Linked DNA regions of Drosophila melanogaster: region 1 is linked to region 2. Evidence: chromatin contacts called from public HiChIP or PLAC-seq data. All regions are on one chromosome and are shown on one strand. Each heading gives the region's core, a stretch centred on a gene start, on an enhancer-like site or on the middle of the called end of the contact. The rest is flanking DNA. Distances are from core to core; before and after follow the strand shown.

Region 1 (7,103 bases), core at 633-3,132, 100 kb before region 2:
ATAACTTGCAAGGTGAAATCCCCTTTTCCCCCTCTTTGTCCTCCCATTCTTTTCACTCCCCGCAATCAACAGAAAATTCACTTTCGCTTTCAAGCGATGCTCATATGAGCAAAATCCAAGGCAAACCCGGGAATAAAGGAAAATCGGGAAATAAGAGAGTCTAAAAATGTGATTTGAATTGTTCCCTTGTTTCTTTTTCTGGCCAATTTGCAAATTTGCACAAAGGGGTGGTAATGAAGAAGTAAGAGCGAGGGAAGAGCGGTAAAGCAAATAAACAGTTAATGCTTTTATGCAAATTTATGCCATTAACACAAATAAGCGCAGCCCCAGTCAAAATTTGAAAACAATTTGTCACTCAAAAGTCACTTTTGCTTGCCATCCCCCTCCTTCCCTTCTTTTCTTTTTCGTACACCAGCTCCTTTCCTCACGTGTGTATGTATGTATGCAAGGACAAAAACAAAAAAAAACAAAATCAAAGAAACAGTGACAAGTGCAGAAGTGAAATAAAAAGCCGTGGCGAATGAACCCACTAAAACCGATGATAATGAAGATGCCTAGTCAGTGTCTTCGTGGAGGAGTAAAGTGTGGTGGCGGGTCGCAGGTGGGTGGGAGAATGACTGCGGCAGTGACAACAACACGAGCCTGCAGAAAACACTGCCAAAAATCAAAGTCACTGAAAATTAAAAGTAATTTGTTTGCTAAAACACCCAAGACATTAGGAGGTTGCATGGACGGTGGAAGTGGTGGTGGGATGGTCGGGTCTGGGGTACGCACAAATTGAAATGTGAAACTCATGCCAAGTGGCATGAAGACGACGACGAATTAACTCAGAGTGGCAGTTATAAATAGAGCTGGTGGTGGTGTAGAAATTTAAAACAGAAATGCACACAATAGCACACATTTGGGGGATGCGAATAGAAATGGTGAGAAACTCTCATTCCCATTCATTATTGAAGAAATAAAAAAAAATGGCTTTGATATGCAATTCTGGTAAGCGTTTTTGAAAAGTAGTACAAGTATTGCTGTATTGCTAACCGAATACCCGCGACTGTGCGTTTAACAAATCAAAGTTTTGACTCTCACTGTCAAATACTCTCTTTTGCGCTTGTTTGGCTGTGTTTGTGAGCTGACTTCTCACTGGCAGCCCAAAAGTATGCAATGAGCAAAAACGCATTAATAATTGAGGAGCTCTGGTGCTGCCACTTGGTTATGCCACCACCCATCTCCTGTTTCCGCAGCATGCGATATTTTAATGCATGATATATAAATGGAAATTTCATTTAAATTACATTTGATCTTTTATTTAAAGTTGCTGATTAAATTGTGACGTTTTCCCCTCGTTTCAGGTAAGTATTGTTGTTTGCGCAGCCCCTGTGCGGGTTGGTTTAAAGATTCCTATATAAATCAGTGCAGCAAATTGTAAATTATTATTTATTATATGCGAAGTGCGAAAAAGACGAATAGCGAATCTATTTTCATTAGGACTGCCAGTAATATTTTTTATGCCTCCTGAACTTTTGGCAAATTCATTCCTTTTTTATTTATTATGCTAAAGTTTGTCTTATTACTTTGTTGATCCGTTTATTACGCACAAAGTTTGGCATATTTTAAGAACTTCGATATTAGCTTATTCGGGCAAACAGGATTTTAGATTCAATGATTCAATGCAACACAATTAAAATACTTAGTTAGCCCTTTTTTCATAAGTATTTCAATTAAAATGACTAAGAAAAATTGCTTTTAAGCAACATAAATTTCATATCGACCACATGCAACAACACAAACCAGGCAGCAGAGTACTTTTGCTTAAATGCTTTTGTGGCTGCCCCAGAAGCACATGCAGAGAACTGAAAAATGCAGTCTCAAACTGGTTTTTATTGCAACCGCATGAGAGTACAGGAGGGTATCGCACATACCATTCGCATTGGACTTGATTGCTGACTTTGCTTCTTGAACTTGGCCAAAGGCAAAAAAAAAGAGTCGGCGCGGGGTTCTGTTTGTCTTTTGTTTTTGGAACCGGCATCATGCTAGTGTTTGACTTTGAAATTTGAATGCACCGACATAACGCGCGGCAATTGTTTGGCCAAAGAGCACACCATGTGGGAATGCGTCCCTGTTCCTAAACAGTTTACGCGCACGGCATTTTAGTGTGCGCTTTTCGCAACAAATTTAGTTGCAATACATAAGAAATTTTACGCTATGCTACGAGACAAGTGTTGTAACTTTTCCCATGACCAACAGCGATAAGTCATCTGGCAAAGTGTGTGTTAGTTTTTGTGGCCAAAATGGTCAACGTACTCTTCGTGGTATTCTGAGCTGCTAGTGGTTAGACTAGTCTAGCGACTCTTATCCACAGGCTGTTGGTCGGGCCTGCTGCTAGACAGTCGAGAATGGCTTCGTTAGAATCTGCATTCTTGCGAGGTCATTTAAATGCCCAGTCAGCCAGCGAATTTTCTCACTGAGCGAAAATAATTTTAATACAATTTTGTCAAATATTTAAATTTGCCAATTGATCTTGCATTTTTCCTTATTACTTTATTTTTCAAAAATATTTTGAACTTTTAAAACAACTTCATATAGCGGGTTAACTATTTAAAATTGAAGTATTTTCCGCAAGCATAAAAAGTTAAATTGCGCATCAGTTCTTGCTGTGCCGTCTGCTGCGCTGATTTGCCGCCGGAAGTTTGTCATCTACCGATGCCACTCTTCTACGGCTGTTAATCAACAGCCAAAAGCTTTATGGACTTAAAAGCCTCTCCCCTACGTCCTTTTTGCAGACTGTTGGCATACATTGGACCTTTCCCCTTCGAGCTTCCTGTCGGCTTTTAAGTATAACAGTTGGGAGCTCTTCCCAATTCGGTGCGAGTTTCCTAAAACCGGTTTCCTCGCACACCAGTTGCGCATTTATTATGCATGGAATCGTGCGGCATGCCACTTCTTCCTGTTGCTTCTCTGTTTGTGTGCCAAGTGCTTGTGTCCCATGAAGCTCGGAGCTTGAAACTTGGCTTCGTGCCTGAGCAAACCAGCCACATATCTCCGCCCCGCACTTGTCTTTTGGCTCGATTGCGATCAGTTTCTGTTTCTTTTTTTGTTTTCTGTTTTTGTCTTCGTCTGACTTGTTAAACCTTGGCCTTGAAGCCCTTAAATGACGAGCTATCGACCAAATGAACACACAAAAAATTGCAGAAAAACGAGTAAGAAAATTATTGCAGTGGCAGTTGCCAAACTGGCTTTAGACATCTTCTCTACTTTTATTTTCCTTTCCTCAATATAAAGCGTGCCAACTCGAGACGAAGATTTAAAATTAACAATCATGGCTTTTATTTTCGCTGTCTGTTCATATACTCCTGTTATAACTGTGTAACGGCTTAAAGCCAGGGCACAGCGTTTGTAGCCATTTCCTTTTATTCGTTCTTGATTTCATATAAATTTATTGTTTGCCAAAAGTTTTTCTGAACATTGCAGCTCATTAGCCGTTAGTTTCATTTAAACTAAAGCTTAAATGCACTGACTGTACACTTAAAATCTTAAGCGCACTAAATCAGAGTTTAAAAAGTGAAACCAAAAGAATTCAGCCATGGTCTTGGCCATATAATTCCATCCAATCAGGGCTACCCCTTCGCCCCAACGGCATTCTTTTCTAGCTGCTACGCGAAAGTCAGCAAAGGTAAACTCGGCTACAGATCCAGCTCCTTATTGTATTTTCCATTGTTAGCTCCGCTCGTTGGCACTGTCTATCTGCTGCACCTTCTTGACTTCAGTTACCAAATTATTTTTCATAACTGCGTACCTTCTGTTGTACTCAATGATAGGGCTAATCTAAATATATTTAGATTGTGTATAAGAAATAGATTAGAAAATTGTAATATTTATATTTATTTATCACGTATACTAAAAATTGCACTTCCCTTGACCTCTGCTTATAAATGATTTCGAACTTGTCCGGCACATTTCTAGGGAAAATTAAATTTTATTTTGGCAAAAAACTATTAAACCTTAAACCTCCTTTAGTTATGATGGATATCGTTATTAAGATAGCACCAAGTTCTATTTTAAAGCTGCTATTTACACCTACTAATGTTAAAATAATCGTAACAATGGAATACAAAATCGTTTGATGTGTATTTTGGTATCAGTGTCATCTTTTTGAAGGACTGTTCAGTGATTAATCCAAATCCGCTTAGGCAGCTTTCAGCGCTATTCATTCAGCCTGAAGCTCACACTTGTCTTAAATTAGGCATGTAACAAGTTTTCTTTTGAAGACTGTAGAAAAAATGAGGAAAGTGGGGAAATGAAATGAAATACTTCTGTCAAGTGGCAAACATAATGCTTTCTTCCCAAATCACGCTAATGAAAAGCTCGGGCGACATCAATACCCGTGAATAAGGACTCAGGAAAAAACGGCACAAGTGGAGAGGTAAATAAACATAAAAAGTCCCACTCGATGTGGGTGGCGCTATATTGGGTGAGTGGTCATTCAGTCAGTCAGTGTGCCAGGATATGCCAAGTAGTTTTCGCCCACGCCTGGATTCCTTTTGGCCTCCTTAAGCTTGGCGGGTTGATTCTCGACCCAATCCGCTTAGCGAACTTGGCTTGTTGTTGTTCTTATTGGTTGTAAGTGGTTACAATGAGATTATGCTTCATTAAGCGGCCAGGGCAGGACTTTTTGCCTTGCCTCTTGGACTAGGACTCGTTCGCAAATCATAACGAGCTCTCCGCGCGCCATTAGCGTCACTCTGGCTGGCGATAATAGCCAAAGCACTCGGACTAATGGACGACGTGGCTACCCTGCTTCAATAGATGCAATTGTAATGTTTTCCAGACTTTTCGCCACGCTCACATACAGGTACTGGAATCTCAGATATGCAGTCTGCTTAAATCCTCAGACTCTGCTGTTCACGGTCATGATGATGATGTAGCTGTTGCGGTGGCTGATGCAATGGTAACTCACTCCACCTTTCATGCTGCTCTCTCTGATTTCGCCTCGTGATTCCACCGTTTCTTCGCCACAGCGGTGCAAATGCCCGTTGTTGCCAAAGTTGCCAAACTTGTTTCATTTGCGGTCCAAATATAATAGCGGCTGCGTTGAAACTTCATGCGCTTTATCTGCACTGGGGAATATTTGAATATTTGAAATATTTGTGTGTAAATGTTATAATAAACAATGATTTTCTTTTCTTAATTTCATGTAAGGAAAGCTTACCTGTTAATACACCATAGAAGTTTAATAATTAGAATTTGTAAAAGTGTAACTTTTTGTTCTCTGTGCACGTTCCTTGCCACATCACTGTTTATATCAGGTTTCTCGTTGGCTGATGCTGTATTTAAGCCCCATTTTTTTTAGCTGGAATTTCGTTATTGAAAATGTTTCACTGTTGGCCTGATAAAGGGAGAGATTTCATTGGTTTTGGCTTAAGTCTGGGCTTGGTGTGGAAATCGAAACAGTATATGCATTTGCGTTAGGTCAAAGAGTGAAATGAGGTTACTCCAAGTAAACAGTTTTTTTTTTTTTTTTATTAATGTTGAATCCATAAAGTAAGACAAGTTCATGGTCAATAGCCCACAGCAAAATGCAAATGATTATTCTACTGAACTATTGGAGTAGCACCTGGGAATCGATTAGCTCGTTGCATAATAAATAATAATTATATGAGAGCGTTAAAGATGGCTGAATAAATTGTGTTCCCCAGGGAATTCCACCACTCAAGTTGCATATTCCAGCTGCTAGCTTTCGGCAACATAAATTTGAGTTAAAACAAACCAAGTGACAGCCCCGGCTCACTATAATTCTATTGCCATGTGGTTGGAAGGAGCTTTAGCTTGATACGAAGTGGGGCGGGCCAACATAGAAGCGACACATACCAGTAGCGAATTATGGCCAAGAGTCGCTATGGAAAGAATGCCGTGAGCCAAGTTAAGCTCAAAAGGAAGCCACGAGAAGTAGAAGCCAAAGCAGAGCATCTCTTGCAACTTGCTGCGTCTCTGTCTACAGCTATATCATCATCTCTGTCTGTGTTGAGCCTCATGCAGTTCTGCCGTTTCTACCATTTAATGCACTCAGGAGGAATTTTAAATTTAATTAATTAATCTATAATGCGAAATGTTGCATTAAAAATTCGCTCGTGATATAGGATGTGTAAATTATAGATACCGAGTCTAACCGAAAATAAATAAGTTATAAAAAATATAGGAAATTAAATGAGAAAATGTTCAGTGCCCAAGAACAAGCAAGCGACCAGCCGAGATAATACTTAGGGAGTGAATTCGAGTGAATTAAAATGTGGCAAGTTGACTGTTTCGTGCATTTAGTTGCTGGTTCGTTGGCTGACTTCATCTTACCTCATTCCTTCGGTCTTTCATTCTTCTATTCTGCTGGTAAATCGCCAGATTCGCTTGGCTTCCTTTGCGGACCGAAGGTGCAACTTAAAGTTGGTCTTGGGGGGTGGGACTGAGGATAGTAAATGCTGTTACCGCATATTTCTCTCCAAAAACATTCGACTTGCACCTGAATGTCGTCAGCGGTCCCAAGAGCCTCATGGTTGTTTTAGTTTATACCTCGGAAACAAGGGCTTGCAGTTGGCGTGTTGCACGACTTAAACTTGTAGCCGAGTCTAAAAAAAAACAGTACTTAATTTTTAATTAGCAACATGTAAGTTATAACATAACTGTGTAAGTTTAAGTAACTCAAAAAGGTCATAAATAAAGTTGAACTCTTTGATTTCTTATTTCTTTAAAGGTATATAATACTTCGACCATTACTGTACCTATACTGCAATGTGTTTCTAGTGCGATCTTCGTCCGCTACCTTGGCGCTCTTGAATTGCCAAGTCAACTTCACAGGGAGCTGGCTTTCTAGACTGCTTCTCCTGTAGGTTGGTCGTTGTCCGGCTTTACGAAACGCTTCGGAGATTGAGATTCATGGCCTGTTGCATGCCTGAGCCATTCGACTAACTGCTACTTCTTCCCCTGCCCACTCCTCTGTGCTACAGTAAGGCGACTTGGCTATCAGAATTATGCGGCTGCAGCGGAAAAACACACATAAATAAGCGGGTACAGGCACATGCTCTGAGCCATTCGAACTTATGCATTTGCCTCAAGCCTGG
Region 2 (6,612 bases), core at 640-3,139:
AAGAAAGTTGTACTTGCATGAAGACGAATGATTATACATTTTTGTTAGCTAACATAAATCTTTCTGTTTTTTCCTATTTTAGTCGGATGTTACTTAGAATGATTCTGTCTAACTTGAGTTAAATAATCAGAGCAGTAGGCTGTTTTCCAACGCCTATGACTATAACCAGCTTTAATTACTGATTACTTGACTACGGGATCGGTAAATTCCTTTTTGGGTATTTACAGTTCCGCAACATATGCATTCGAAAGTATTATAAATTTAATGTTTTATAAAATTGAGATCGTTATAGGGTCATTTAAATGTAATTTCCTATACAATTGGGGTTAAGCACAGTTGGTCATTAATACGTTTTAAAAAGCCTTGAAAACATACCTGCTGTAAACTTCTTAATCGCAAAGCGCTCTTAACTTGCTATTTAGTAATACATATTAATATTAAATTTTCATCGCTTGTATAATTATGATTAAATGTTTAGAAATATTATACTGTACCGTTGTATATTAGTGTATATATCAGACTTTGTTTCATACAAAAACTAAGCACATTGATTCGATAATAAATTCATGTATTTGTATTTTGCATGTCAGTTTGCGAGTGGTGTCTGCTATGTGAAACCCTAATCGGGAGATCGATCTTACTTGATCACATGCGCATATTTAAGTTTTATAAAAGAGGCATGGGGCGAAACATTTTAGGCAAATATGTTGCTCAAAAAGTCGTAGAACATTTAATTGGACAGGTTGTCATAGTCGTGTAAATTGCTTTTGCAGATAAGAGAGTTGGTCACATTTAAACGCCCACAAAAGAGATTACGTGGGTAGATTATAATAGCTCTCCTTATATACAGTTTCCACTGCGAAATATCAGTAACGAATCACGGTGTAAGTTGATATTGAAGTATGTTTTGAAAAATTAAATGCGCATTCAACCTTTTGGGTAAGTTCTTCTATTTGTATTTCTTAAGTGTCATTTATTGTATACGCTGTTGACTTTATTCAATGTATATTTTAGTTCATTAAAAATACTGTTCGTAAATATTTTTGAATTCGGATTTATGTTAGCTAAACTGCAAACCACTGTCAAGCGCTTCAAGACTTTTAACGCTATCAGGGATAAGCTTTCACAAGTATTTATAAACACATACACAGAGCTCGGCGACTATTTTAGTTTTTGTATGTAGATTATGCTAGCTTTAAAGCTTAAAGGGACCTCATTGTGGCGTTATATGCAATTATCGATCGTACTTTGTAAATTTGTAAACTGTAAATACTTCAAAAGAACACTTTCAGCATTGTGTGACATTAGTTGTTACATAACTACGATAGTACGCGAGCAATGCAATGGCGAAAGGGTAAGATCGCCTTGATGTTTTCCGATAAAATTGATAGAGTGGGAAATAAAGTTTAATCAAGGGCACTGCAGTCGAGCAGTTGACAGTTGATCGCTTTTCGATGCCCACAAATATTTTAAACGATCCATTTTCGCAGACCGAAAAGGTGAAGGTGAACTAAGAAAGACTAAGAAAGATTAAATAAGGAAGACTAGCTTTGAGATTTTTTTAACTTTCGCCAATTGTACGCGTATAATCGTAGTTGTATCTATATTCCTTGCCCCTAACCGTATTTATAGCATTTTTCCTACCTCACTTGATGTCATCGTACTCATCGCTACCGTTTTTCGAGTCTCCTGAAGACTGAAAGGCCATAACGGCCGCTCTGTGGTGGCCCTTGTCCGCGCCTAGCTTCTCCTCCCCGTGGGCATTACCCCCGTTGCTGCCCGGCTTTTCATCAAATGCGTCCAGGAAGGGGTTAGTGGCGGCGTACTGAGCCCTATAGGTTCCCAGTGTGTGATAGTTGTTGCCTCCATTGGCAAAGGGGCGCGAACTGCTCACAGTGGAACTTGTGCTCGTGTAGAAGTCGTAGCTGTTTGTGGAGCCAGTCATAGAGCTGACCCCACTACTGCTGGCGGTTCCGGCTCCACTTCCACTCGCCGAAGAGTGGTACGAAGAACTGTTGGCCGATCCGCCAAACAGAGCTGCCCCCGTGGAAGTTCCGTTTTTGGGCAAGGTGCCGTACAGATGCATGGTATTGTGGTTACCGTTGCCGTTGGTGGTGGTGAAGGGACTTGGACTGGCGCTAGAGTGGTTGTGGCTACTACCATTGCCATTACCTAAGCCACTACTGCCAAATAGCGTACTGCCGAAGCTTCGGGTCTCGGAGCTTGCTCCCGAAACTGCTCCCAACCCAGTTCCAGACCCTCCTCCTATTCCCGACTTACTGCTACTGCTGCCGGAGTTCTTGGTGTCGTTGGTGTAGATGGTGGTGGTAATGGCTCCACTGGCTGCAGTGGTGCCACCTATGTACGTCTTGGTCTCCGTTTCCGAGGACGATGAAGAGGCGAGACTGTCAAACAAACGCCGACCTGTAGAAACCATGGAGGTCGCGGGGGTCGTACTACTGGCCGTTCCAGTCCTGCTATTGCTATCCTTGCTGTTGCACAATCGTGAGGGCGATGACAACTTCTGGCTGTTCGCATTAATAGATGATTCCACTGAGCCGGTGGTATACTTGCTTATAGCTCCAGTTGTAGCACCCGGTTTGCTCGACGATCCCGAGATAGGCGTAACTAGTTGGTAAGTACCCTTCGGCAGACCATCGCCGCTACCCGGTGGCGAGGGAGATTCCGGTGACTTGATTGGCGTAAACTGTACTCGTGGCTCCCGCTTAAGATACTTGGACATCAGCTGGCTGGTGGTCATGGCCTGCGATTGGGCCAGCAAGGCATTTGTGGACGCCGATGACTTGTAGGAGACCAGGTCATCCGAATCGTCTGAAGAAGTGGTCGGGGCTGATGTGGCGGTAGAGCCAGCACTCAAAACGGTTGCCTGCGATGAACTGGAGCTGGATGTAGCGCTCGACTTGTTACGCATTGCTTTGTAGTCTTCGCCGCCAGAAAGGCCACTAGCATTCGCCTTGCTGGGAGTGTAGCTACTGTTGCCAGGGATGATCTTCTTGGTCTCCGAGCCAGTGTACTTGGAGCTGTAGCTGGATTCCTCGTTTACCACACTCTTTGCCTGCGTCTTATGCGTATCATAAAAGTCTACATTTCCCCTTCGAGAAGCTGTTCCATTGCTTTCCTTGCATCCCAAGGTCGACTCTGTATCAGCCTGTGTGGTGGGGGTGGTGATTTCAACGGGCGCATCTTTTTGCAACGGCGGTTTCTTCATCACAATGGAGTATGGGCTGGATGGCTGGTCGACGATCTTGACTTGCTTAACGGAAACAGGCGAAGCACCGCGCTTGATGGTGTCCGTGCCTGCAGAAAATTACAAAAGCCTCGTTATCTTTCCTCTCTAATAACAAACACAATGCAACCGACATAAGCGTAGGAACATTTGAGTTTACTTACTTTTACCCGATCCGGAGCCTGAGCCCGTCGATGCTGAGCTACTGCCGGGGGAGGGTGTGCCTGGAAGTGGCAGTGGCGATGGGTCGGGAATTGCTGAGCCCACTGAGCCCCCCAATTGATAGGGCTGCAAGAAAATAACGAACGGAAAGGAGAGCAGGGGAATTCCCGCAAAGTTGGTTATATGTTGGCTGAACGTCAATTAAGGCTGAAAGTAGCTTTAAGGGCGTCAATACGTGCAAATTCTTGGTTTTGGGTGGTGCAGTAAGAATTTCAAATTTTGAATCATTTCGGGGCTTAGTGTTAATGTTAATGTTTGTTTTCAAGTGGGTAAATGTGTGACACATACAGGAGCATATTTATATTCATAGACAAAAGACAATTTCACTGCGTGCGCGGTGCGATTCTCATACAGGTGACGGCCAATTCGTTAACCAATTACATGTTATTATTGGGATTCGGGTGACTATGTGGGCATTGGTAAAGTTATTGGCTTGTGATAAGGCGTGATTTGTATTTCATGCAAGCAAATTTCAATTTCACTATTTGAAATTGACTTTCAATAATATGTTAACTAAAAATATATATGTGTCTTTTAAAAATCTTCAGTGACATTTAAGTCGAACTGAGTGCGTTGAGTAAGAGCGGTTTTACTGGACTGTGGATTTAAGGCTTTAAACGAAAATTTCAACTTAGGGAATAGGATTCAACTGAACTTCCGAGAACAATTAAATGCTCCGATACGTTTCCCCTCCGTCTTTGAGATGTTCTACACTATTTAAGCTGTGCTTTCGAACTCTGGGAAAATTAATGCGCCAAGGTGTCGGGGACTTGGGTTGTGGGCTTGAACCAACAAGAGGAGCAAATCTATTCCTGGGGCGGGTGTGTAAGCAATTCCAATGAAACGCAAGTTTGGTATGATTGGTGAAGTTTTTACAATGGCAGTGGCACTCGATATTAATGAAGCTTTTATAAGATGTGTCTTTCATTTGTTATGTGTAGGCATACAAAGCTGTATGATTTACATATTAAATGGGAGTGAAATAATTATGTTTGGGGAAAACTGTCGTTACGAGTATGTTTATTTGTTACCAGTAGTGGGCCAATCATGCTTTGCACGCCGTTTAACACCATTAACATCATCACCATCATTATGTCAGACTGATGTATAGATTATGAATGTACGTATACATTTATGTATCACAATTACAACGTCTATCGATCAAGGATCACAGCAAATTATTGTTTACTTTACTATTATAATATAGGTTTTATAATATATTGTTTTCATAAAAAGCAAAAAAAAAGTTAATAACAGATAATGCTTCAATATTGAATAGTTCAATGGACAAATATTTTTTAAACTTTCATCTTTTGCAGAACGGTCAACAGGAAAAGAAGAAGGAACATTTTTCAGCGTACGTGTTTCTGTGTATCCGTGTTTTTAGGGTTAGTGTAAAATGAATGATAATAATGAAAATGACACGGTTAACGATTTCCCGAATAAATAACTAAATGAACGTTATGTCCCATATGAACAGGAATTTCGCCCACACTTGTGACATGTTTTGATTTTAATATTTGTCATACCAGCTTCTTTCAATACGCGAAAAATGTTTAGACCCGCCCACTCTAATGGCCACTATAGCCTCCTCTCTTGTTTTCTGTAAAGTTACTTCCCTTAGTTTGAAGAAATCAGGAATTACAAATTTAAAAGTGACTTGGATGTAAATTTAGATTTAAATTTAAAATGCATGATTTAGATTTAAAATGCATCCAATCTTTTGCCCCATCACATTGAAATATGGATGTTAGGGGGGGGGTGTGTGTGTGTGTGTGTGTGTGTGTGGTGTGGGTTTATGGTGGATGATATGTTTGTATGCAAGTTTTCTGGAAAAGTATGTCTCTGTTGTATTCATTGTTCGCGTCTTCGGCTGTTTTGTTTTGGTTGCTGTGTTGTGTGGATTCTGTTTGTTTACCTGTTGCACCGCTTGTTGCAAGGCTCGATGCGATTGAGCTAACTGACCCACTACTGATTGATACAGATGATTGTTGGCTGTGGCTGAGAGCTGAGGATGGCCTTGGGAGAGTATGTTGGTTACCGAAGTGGACGAGCGCAGAAGATTGCCCGCCGCCATGAGCTGCGCCTGCTGCTGCAGTAGAAGTTGCTGTCTGTCCGCTGGCAACGCACTGACTTTGCTTCCACGCTGCCCTGTTGACTCGCCGCGCCGACCTGTCTACATAGGACTCTGTATTAATCAATATTAATGTGGACGCGCTTTGAAGTGTTTTCAGTGGCTGAGAGGGTCAGGTGAGAGAGGACTGCGGTTACCACTTGATTGCTTCCATGCGTCTTAAAATATATTCTGCTATTGATTTAGTCAAGTCAAAACATATGTTTTCTTAAGCGTTCTTCCAATCATACAAATTGTGCATCGCACCCACTTTATTGGCATTAAAATCGGAATCAAAATTGTGGCTGGCTTTGAATTAAGACGTAATTAAGCTGAAAATAGCATTGGAAGTGGCAACCGTTGTGTGTGGGTGATGGGGACGGTGTGTACTTCTGTCTGGGTAGGTTGCATAAAAGCTAACAGTAAGAACGGTTTTGTGACGCACTTTATATTGAAGAACGAGCGGGTGGCACAGATTTGGACTTGAAACTGCTGCTGATGCAGCTATGCATCCAAAGCAGGAACGAAAATATGAATCAAACTCTTGCAAGTGTGGTGGCAATAATCGGTGGGTGTTTTGTTAAGTGTTGGGGATGGGGCTTTCTGGTAGCTCTGGGGTAGGAAATCAATCGGACGCTGGGAGTACGTTACCTGAAGCAACACCGGCCATATTGCTCATGCTCCCGGCGGTGACCAAACCGCCCATCATTGCCCCCGCAGCGCCGCCCATGTGCTGCGCCATCTGCTGATGCTGCGCCTGCGGCTGCGGCCAGATCTGCAGAAGATACTTAAGCACCGCGATCGGCTGAGCGTGATCGATGTCAGCACCCGGCTGCGCACTCGCCGAATGCAGCATCAGCGGTGGGCCCATCACGGTGGCCAACGCCTGGGCTGACATCTTGTTCCGCTCCGAGTTTGAAACGACCAGCGAGAGGTGATCAAGAAGGAATACCAGGGTGGCCTGTTCAATTACGAAATTGTTATACAGATTATAGATTACGTTTCTTAAATTTAAAAACGACCGGTCTCA

Evidence for each region. HiChIP or PLAC-seq counts read pairs in DNA pulled down with a chosen protein or histone mark.
Region 1: a contact with region 2 is called in a Pc HiChIP or PLAC-seq map of the Kc167 cell line, with 4 times the contacts expected there. The contact joins two enhancer-like sites. A contact is called at or near these places in 4 of 107 Hi-C or Micro-C datasets (the Clone 8 cell line, the S2 cell line and whole body) and 2 of 6 datasets of contacts at active chromatin or transcription factors (both in the Kc167 cell line).

What each region holds. Positions count from the first base shown.
Region 1 is chr3R:31,939,865-31,946,967 of dm6, reverse strand. All of the region lies in intron 4 of heph (hephaestus), which reads left to right. Among named protein-coding and RNA genes, the nearest start is that of CG2003, 35 kb to the left of the region's middle. Within about 2 kb of position 1,882, at least 35 of the 39 cell types and tissues checked have an H3K27ac peak or open chromatin away from gene starts, as enhancers often do. A contact at or near this core is called in the Kc167 cell line, where this site is marked.
Region 2 is chr3R:31,836,803-31,843,414 of dm6, reverse strand. It overlaps RhoGAP100F (Rho GTPase activating protein at 100F), which reads right to left. Exons shown (of 11, transcript NM_001300700.1): 8 at 6,234-6,543; 9 at 5,511-5,641; 10 at 3,412-3,535; 11 at 1-3,318. The coding sequence ends at 1,646. Among named protein-coding and RNA genes, the nearest start is that of RhoGAP100F, 28 kb to the right of the region's middle. Within about 2 kb of position 1,889, at least 11 of the 39 cell types and tissues checked have an H3K27ac peak or open chromatin away from gene starts, as enhancers often do. A contact at or near this core is called in the Kc167 cell line, where this site is marked.